Linked DNA regions of Zea mays: region 1 is linked to region 2. The links are chromatin contacts, called in public Hi-C maps. All regions are on one chromosome and are shown on one strand. The core of a region is the stretch at or near the end of the contact, and the rest is flanking DNA. Distances in the headings are between cores, read along the strand shown. Region 1 holds the start of LOC100284609. Region 2 holds the start of LOC542112.

Evidence for each region. Hi-C and Micro-C count contacts between places; a contact is called where the count stands out from the background.
Region 1: a Hi-C map of ear shows a contact between it and region 2, with 2.3 times the contacts expected there. The contact joins the promoter of LOC100284609 here to the promoter of LOC542112 in region 2. A contact is called at or near these places in 2 of 25 Hi-C or Micro-C datasets (ear and leaf).

Annotation. Positions count from the first base shown.
Region 1 is chr5:185,609,132-185,612,097 of Zm-B73-REFERENCE-NAM-5.0, reverse strand. LOC100284609 reads right to left here and starts at 1,471. Exons shown (of 4, transcript NM_001349011.1): 1 at 1,255-1,471; 2 at 489-538; 3 at 169-390; 4 at 1-80. The coding sequence starts at 1,370.
Region 2 is chr5:185,366,669-185,369,830 of Zm-B73-REFERENCE-NAM-5.0, reverse strand. LOC542112 reads left to right here and starts at 1,315. Exons shown (of 10, transcript NM_001111744.2): 1 at 1,315-1,629; 2 at 1,918-3,162. The coding sequence starts at 1,945.

The sequences.
Region 1 (2,966 bases), core at 222-2,721, 240 kb before region 2:
ACTGTCGCCATGTTCTTTGGAGAGAGCTTCGAGATAGGGAAGGAGAGCGTCTCTGATTTCAGGCGTGCTCAGCTCCCTTCCTGAAAAATAAAAACACAGGTTGTCAAAAAAAGTCCATGAGACCATGACCAATAGGTATAGGTTGTAAGAAAAAAAAAATCACAAAACCTTCAGCATATCGAGATCTGTAAGCAATCTGGAGCTTCGAGACCAGGTGCTCGATGAAGCCATCCGATTTGTTGACGATCCGTGCGGCCAGCGTGCTTCGCAGACCTTTCTGCCTCAGAAACAGGGACAGGACAGCCTTTGCTTCCTCTCTTTCCGCTGCAAGCAACCTTGAGCGAACAGATGCAGGGCTATGAGGCGCAGCCACCCATAAATCATCAGCATCTGCATCACAGAGGAGTTCCGTGCGCTGCGAAGATAAATTGCCTGTGCAGCGTGCTTTTAAGGAGAGAAGTTGTTAAGGGATGAGCAGGTAATCTCACATGACTGTGCATTGCAAATTGGAAGCTGGCGAGACACAAGGGTGCAAGATCTGCATGGACACAAGACAACAATCAGTGCACTGGAACCATCCATTAGCGGTTGCATGGGGATGCTTGACGGAGATTAGTCCATTTCTATTCAATTTTGACTAACAAGATTTAAACTCCTTCAATCCCTTCGATCCACTTCTAACCCAAGTGGCCGGGTGTGGATGACGTTTTTACGAAAATCGTTGAGGAGAACTGGGCCAGCAACCAGGTAGTGCATTCTTTACAAACTTATGTGGTGTTTGGTTTGAGAAACTACTCCATCCAAAATAAAGTGGTGCATCATGGATCCATTCCTCAAATTTGATGGGATAACTTCATTCCACATATTAGTACTAATTAACTAACTATGAGGAATTGAGTGGTGATGTATCAACTTATTCTATTCCACAAACCAAACAAAAAAGTTAGGAGTGAGAAAATGATATACTAGCTCATTACTCAAACCAAACACCCCATTACTGTGCCAAGGGGCAGGGTTTGTCCCAGATAATTTTGACCCCCCGAAGAAAGAAGCTTTCTTGAGGTAATTTAAACTGGTTGCCAAAGCTACCAAAAAAAAAACCTAGAACGCACAGTTACTAGCAGACTAGCAGTGGGGTAGCTAGGAAGGCACGTACGCCGCTGGGTACCTAGGTTGTTCTGGAAGAAGGAGACCCTACATCTCACCCTCGCTCTACAGAGGACACACTTCGAAGGGGGGAGGAAGCGAGAGTACCTGCATGAAGAGGAGGACCTCGACAGGCTGAGCCGCCATGGCGGAAGCTGCAGGCCGCGGGGCTGGCACGAGACCGGGCAGAGCTCGACGCGCGGGGGCGCCTCCAAGCAGGCCATTGCCGGGAGGAGAAGACGGAGCAGATCAGCAGAAGCACCGCAACCACAACAGCGGGGAGGCAGGGAGAGAGAGGCTATCGAGAACTAACTAGATAGACACGTCATACTGGCCCCCTTCTTCTGGACGGGGACGCCCCCTCGTCTTCTCGAGATTCTCACATCCGAGACATTGGCAATTTTGTTATTATGATTTATTAGCTTCGCTAGTATAACATCGAACGTATAAATCATAGATATAGATAGTCTCATCGCCATTCGCTAGTATATCATCGGACGTATAAATCATAGACATAGATAGTCCCACTAATCATAGACACGAGATGTTATAATAACAGACAACCAAAATTGAGTGGCACAGTCACAAATTTCTCCTCTCATCCCGTGTCATGGCAAACGGTAAAGAAAAACTAACGGACGGCTCCTTCCACCTAACGGTCCAAGAAAACAATGAAAAACTTGCTCGCGAGAGAAGGCGAGAAGCAAGCTCAAGCTGCTGTGTGGATCCTCATCGTAGCACGCATAGGTTCCAGTCTCTGCTCGCCTTCCCCCGACGTCGCCGCTCGCCTTCCGCTGCCCCCGCTCGCCTTGGAACATGCATGAGAGAAGCTGCATCGTCACTGAGATTAAATAAAATGCCTATCTCTAATAATATTCTTTAAATTCGGTCCTCCATACGTGCAGTGCTACTAAAATTCATATTCTAGTTTCGATGTCGTAAAAAAATTCGTGAAGGACACAAAGGTAGGTATGCAAAGGACAGTGATGTAAACGAATCTGACGGAAGTACGCATCAACAAATATTAAATAAATGTGTGGTCGTGCATACAACGGATGTCACAGTTAAGACTGACTTCAACGGTTCCCCCTAAATTTCTCCCCCTATATCCCACTCACGTGCCACGTCAGCGTTCTCTCTCCCCCTATTTCTCCACACTCTACAACGGTTCCCCCTATATCTATCCTCTAAACCCCACCACAATAATATTATATATTTTCTTCATCAACTAACTCAACTACCATCCAATATTAATATTATTTTTATTTCTTATTTCTACAGTACACGGGGATAACTACCATTAAATATTAATTTAATTTTTATTTCTTATTTGCACAGTACACGGACATTCGTACCATGACATATTAATTTTATTTGTATTTGTTATTTGAACAGTACACCGGCGTCACGTGTTCCACAATTAATTACCAAACGCCATAATTAGTATTAATACGGTCTTATAAATACGGTTCCATTTTATGTTTTTTAAAAAAAAGGAATTAACATTCTTCTCGTACACGACACGATTGGCTTCCAGCACACGACTGTCTTCTCCGGCAAGCCACGACCCTCTGGTTTCCTTCACACACTGAAGCTATCTTTAAATAAGGTCCTCCTGCGGGCATGCTCCACCCACCTACACATTCGTGTCTTCTGTTTCATCCGACATTCCATCAAAAATACATACTACGTAGTCTAAGTTGAGCTCGTGATGGACTCATTGCGAAGCCTGGTGTTGTCTTCATCGTCCGATGAGTCCGACGATGAGATCGATAACCTTTTGCTTTGGCACCATGTTGAGCACCATGTAATCGGAGACA
Region 2 (3,162 bases), core at 66-2,565:
TTGGAAGGGAACTACCAATAGTCAAAGCTAAGGCCTATATGGAAAAGGTTTATTTCTGAGTCGTCTCCTTAATTGTTGTTGTTTTTGTTTTATGTACACATGTTGCACCTTAACGACCATTTTGTTTTGTGTATACTACAAGACAAGGGAGCTACAAAGGAAGCCAAAGTTGAAAACAGGCTTGAAGACTTGTTTATAGATGAGGGACCTTCATCCCAAGGCATAAAAGTTTCAAGCATTTTGTAATTAAATTGTAATGCAAGACTACATTATTGTTGAAGGGATTGTCTAATGTTGAATATAAATTTGGCTTGAATACATGATTTTTTGTGACGGTTGCGCCTTTTCTAATGCCGTCCTTTGTTATGAGTGAATTCCGAAAGTATTTTTTGAGCCGAAGTCGAAAAGAACCCTCCTTTCTTTTCACCAAGAACAAAGCGATATAAAAGCAAAGCTTTCCAATGTTAAAGAGGGGCACAAGCGTGTATATAGAGATTACCAATTTCTAAAGTTGACAACCAATTTTTCCTTTGCTTCATTACATGATATGGCTATACAGTATACAAGTTGAAATGCAATATTTTTTCTCGTTTCTTGTGTTTCTCACGTGAAAACGGACCGATTCCTATAAAATTCCTGATTCGTATAAAACACCCATATTGGTCAGACAATGAACTCTACTATACTCTAGAGCACAAATACAGCCCAACAAAGCCGGACTCCTCACCTTACGGGCTAGTTTTGGCTGATTGACAACTTGGAAGTCGGAAATAATAAGTTTTGGCCCATAGAAAACTGGACCTATCACCACTGCTACGGAAGCTACGAGACCCGGCCCAACGTGGCAACGTAACTGGATCCGAAATCCAACCCGTTACGTGCTCGGACCCACCCAGGGCAGGCAACTGCTTCCACGCGTCACGCATCCTTCCTCACCAAGTCACTCACTCCGCGCCCAAACCGTACCCAGATCCCGCGTGCACGACAAAAGACGGCCGCTACCAACACGTACTCATGTATGTCTATACACCGTCGATTTGATGTGGACCTAGTTTACTTTTATGACCCACCAGTCATTGATACATTAGCGAACAACCCACGTCCCCCCGAAATCCATCTAGAAAAAGTCAAAGCGCCCCCCGCCTCCACGTCACGTCGTGCCCCACCCGTTCACGGTCGGACCCACTCGCCGATCTGGTGCCTGGTACGTCCGATCCCCGCCAGCCGACGGCCCGGATCCAAATTGCACCGCCTCCTCGCCCACCGCAGGCTTATAAATACGCACCCCGAAGGCGCTCGCCACCCCGCGCGTCACGTTCGCATCGCTTCTGGTTCGGGTCTCACCTCTCGCGATCAAAGCAGTAGCGGGTTCAGTGGCTTGGCGAAGGAAAAAAAAGGAGGAAAAAAAAATAGCAAGGCTGTGCAGCGAGGAGACGACTCGACTCCAACTGGGAGGCGAAAAATAAAAAAGAGGATAAGGCGAGGCCCGACCGGGCGGCCACCGCGCTCCCAGATCCGCTCCGCTGCCGTGGAGATCCAGCTCCCTTGCGCGCCTGAGCGTGGACGCCGGCGTCTCGCTCCCGGATCCCGACCTTGGGGTTGCAGCTGCTTCAGATCCAGCGTTACCAGGTTCCGAGCTCGCATCCTCTTCTTTCGAATTTGGACTACCTTTGGATTTCGGGGGTTTCTTCGATTGACGCGGTGAGGTGTCTGATTCGGGCGCGAATTGGAGGATTTGAGGGCTGCGCTGTTGGATTCGTGCGCGGTTGGTGGTTCGTATTGGTGTTAAGATTCCCGTTTAGGATTAGGGTTTTGGAGAGGATATTGTTATTTTTTTGCCTTTTGTGCTTTATTTCTGTTGCTTCTGTAGCTTGAATTTGGTGTGTGCCACTGAAAATGGTTGTAAATGCTGAACAGATCTGTGACCCGCTGGCGCCTGGGCACATGACACCGACGGTTTTAATGGAGTTTGGGCAGCAGAGGCCAATGAAACGGGGATACGAGGAAATGGTCTTCAGGGCAGCCTCTTCCCGTGGTTATGCAGAGACTGTTGGCGAGTCGGGAGTTGCAGCTGGTAGTCCTCTTCGTGTTGATTCTGAGGACTCATCTGTGCCAAAGCGCAAGTGCATCAGCCTGAACAGCGTTGGCTTTGATGTGAAGCGGGAGATCTTGGTGCCCTCTAAGATGTCGTCATCTGAACGGCGGTACCTTCGAAAGAGATTCCGGGCAGAGCTTGATTCGGTGCGGGATCTCCTCAAGAAGCCAGAGTTTGCAGCCCCTGTTCCTCTCAATCGGGCACCTGCTTTGTCATCCTCAGCTGCACCTCGAGCTAAGAAGCCACAGAAGTCTCAGCGTGGTGGGACCAATGTTATACGTGGTGCAAAGGGACGATTCTTGCCTACAAAACCGCGGCCGGAGACTTCCACTGTGTTATCTGAAGCTGCAGCGTTTAAGCAGTGTGAAGCTATTTTGAAGAAGCTTATGACTCAAAAGTATAGTCATATATTCAATGTTCCAGTTGATATTGTGAAGCTGCAAATTCCTGATTATTTTGACATTGTGAAGACCCCAATGGATCTTGGTACTGTCAAGAAAAAGCTTGAATCTGGTTCATACACAAGTCCATCAGATTTTGCTGCTGATGTCCGGCTGACCTTTAACAACGCTATGGCTTATAATCCGCGGGGGCATGCTGTGCACGACATGGCCATCCAGCTGAACAAGATGTTTGAGAGTCGATGGAGGCCAATTGAGAAGAAATTGGCTTCTGCTGCCACTGAGAAACATGTTGAGGTTGACAGGGCTGACTCGAAGAGGAGGAAGACACCTCCTGTGGACCGCAGTGATGTGTCAATGGAGTGTGCACGACAGACAGAGCCAGAAACACCGAAGATGACAGCTGAAGAGAGGGAAGCCTTTGGGAACTGCTTGGCATCCATATCTGATGAGTTACCTCCTCACATATTTGAACTGCTACAACAATGCATCGACAGCAATGCAGATTTGTCTGGGGATGGAGAGATAGAGATTGACATCCATGCTGTCAGTGATGACTTGTTATTTGAGCTGAAGAAACATGTTGACAAGTATTTGCAAGAGAAAGAGCAGAGCCAGCAGGTGAAATCTGAGCCCTCCGAGAATGAAGCTGTGAATGTATCTGGC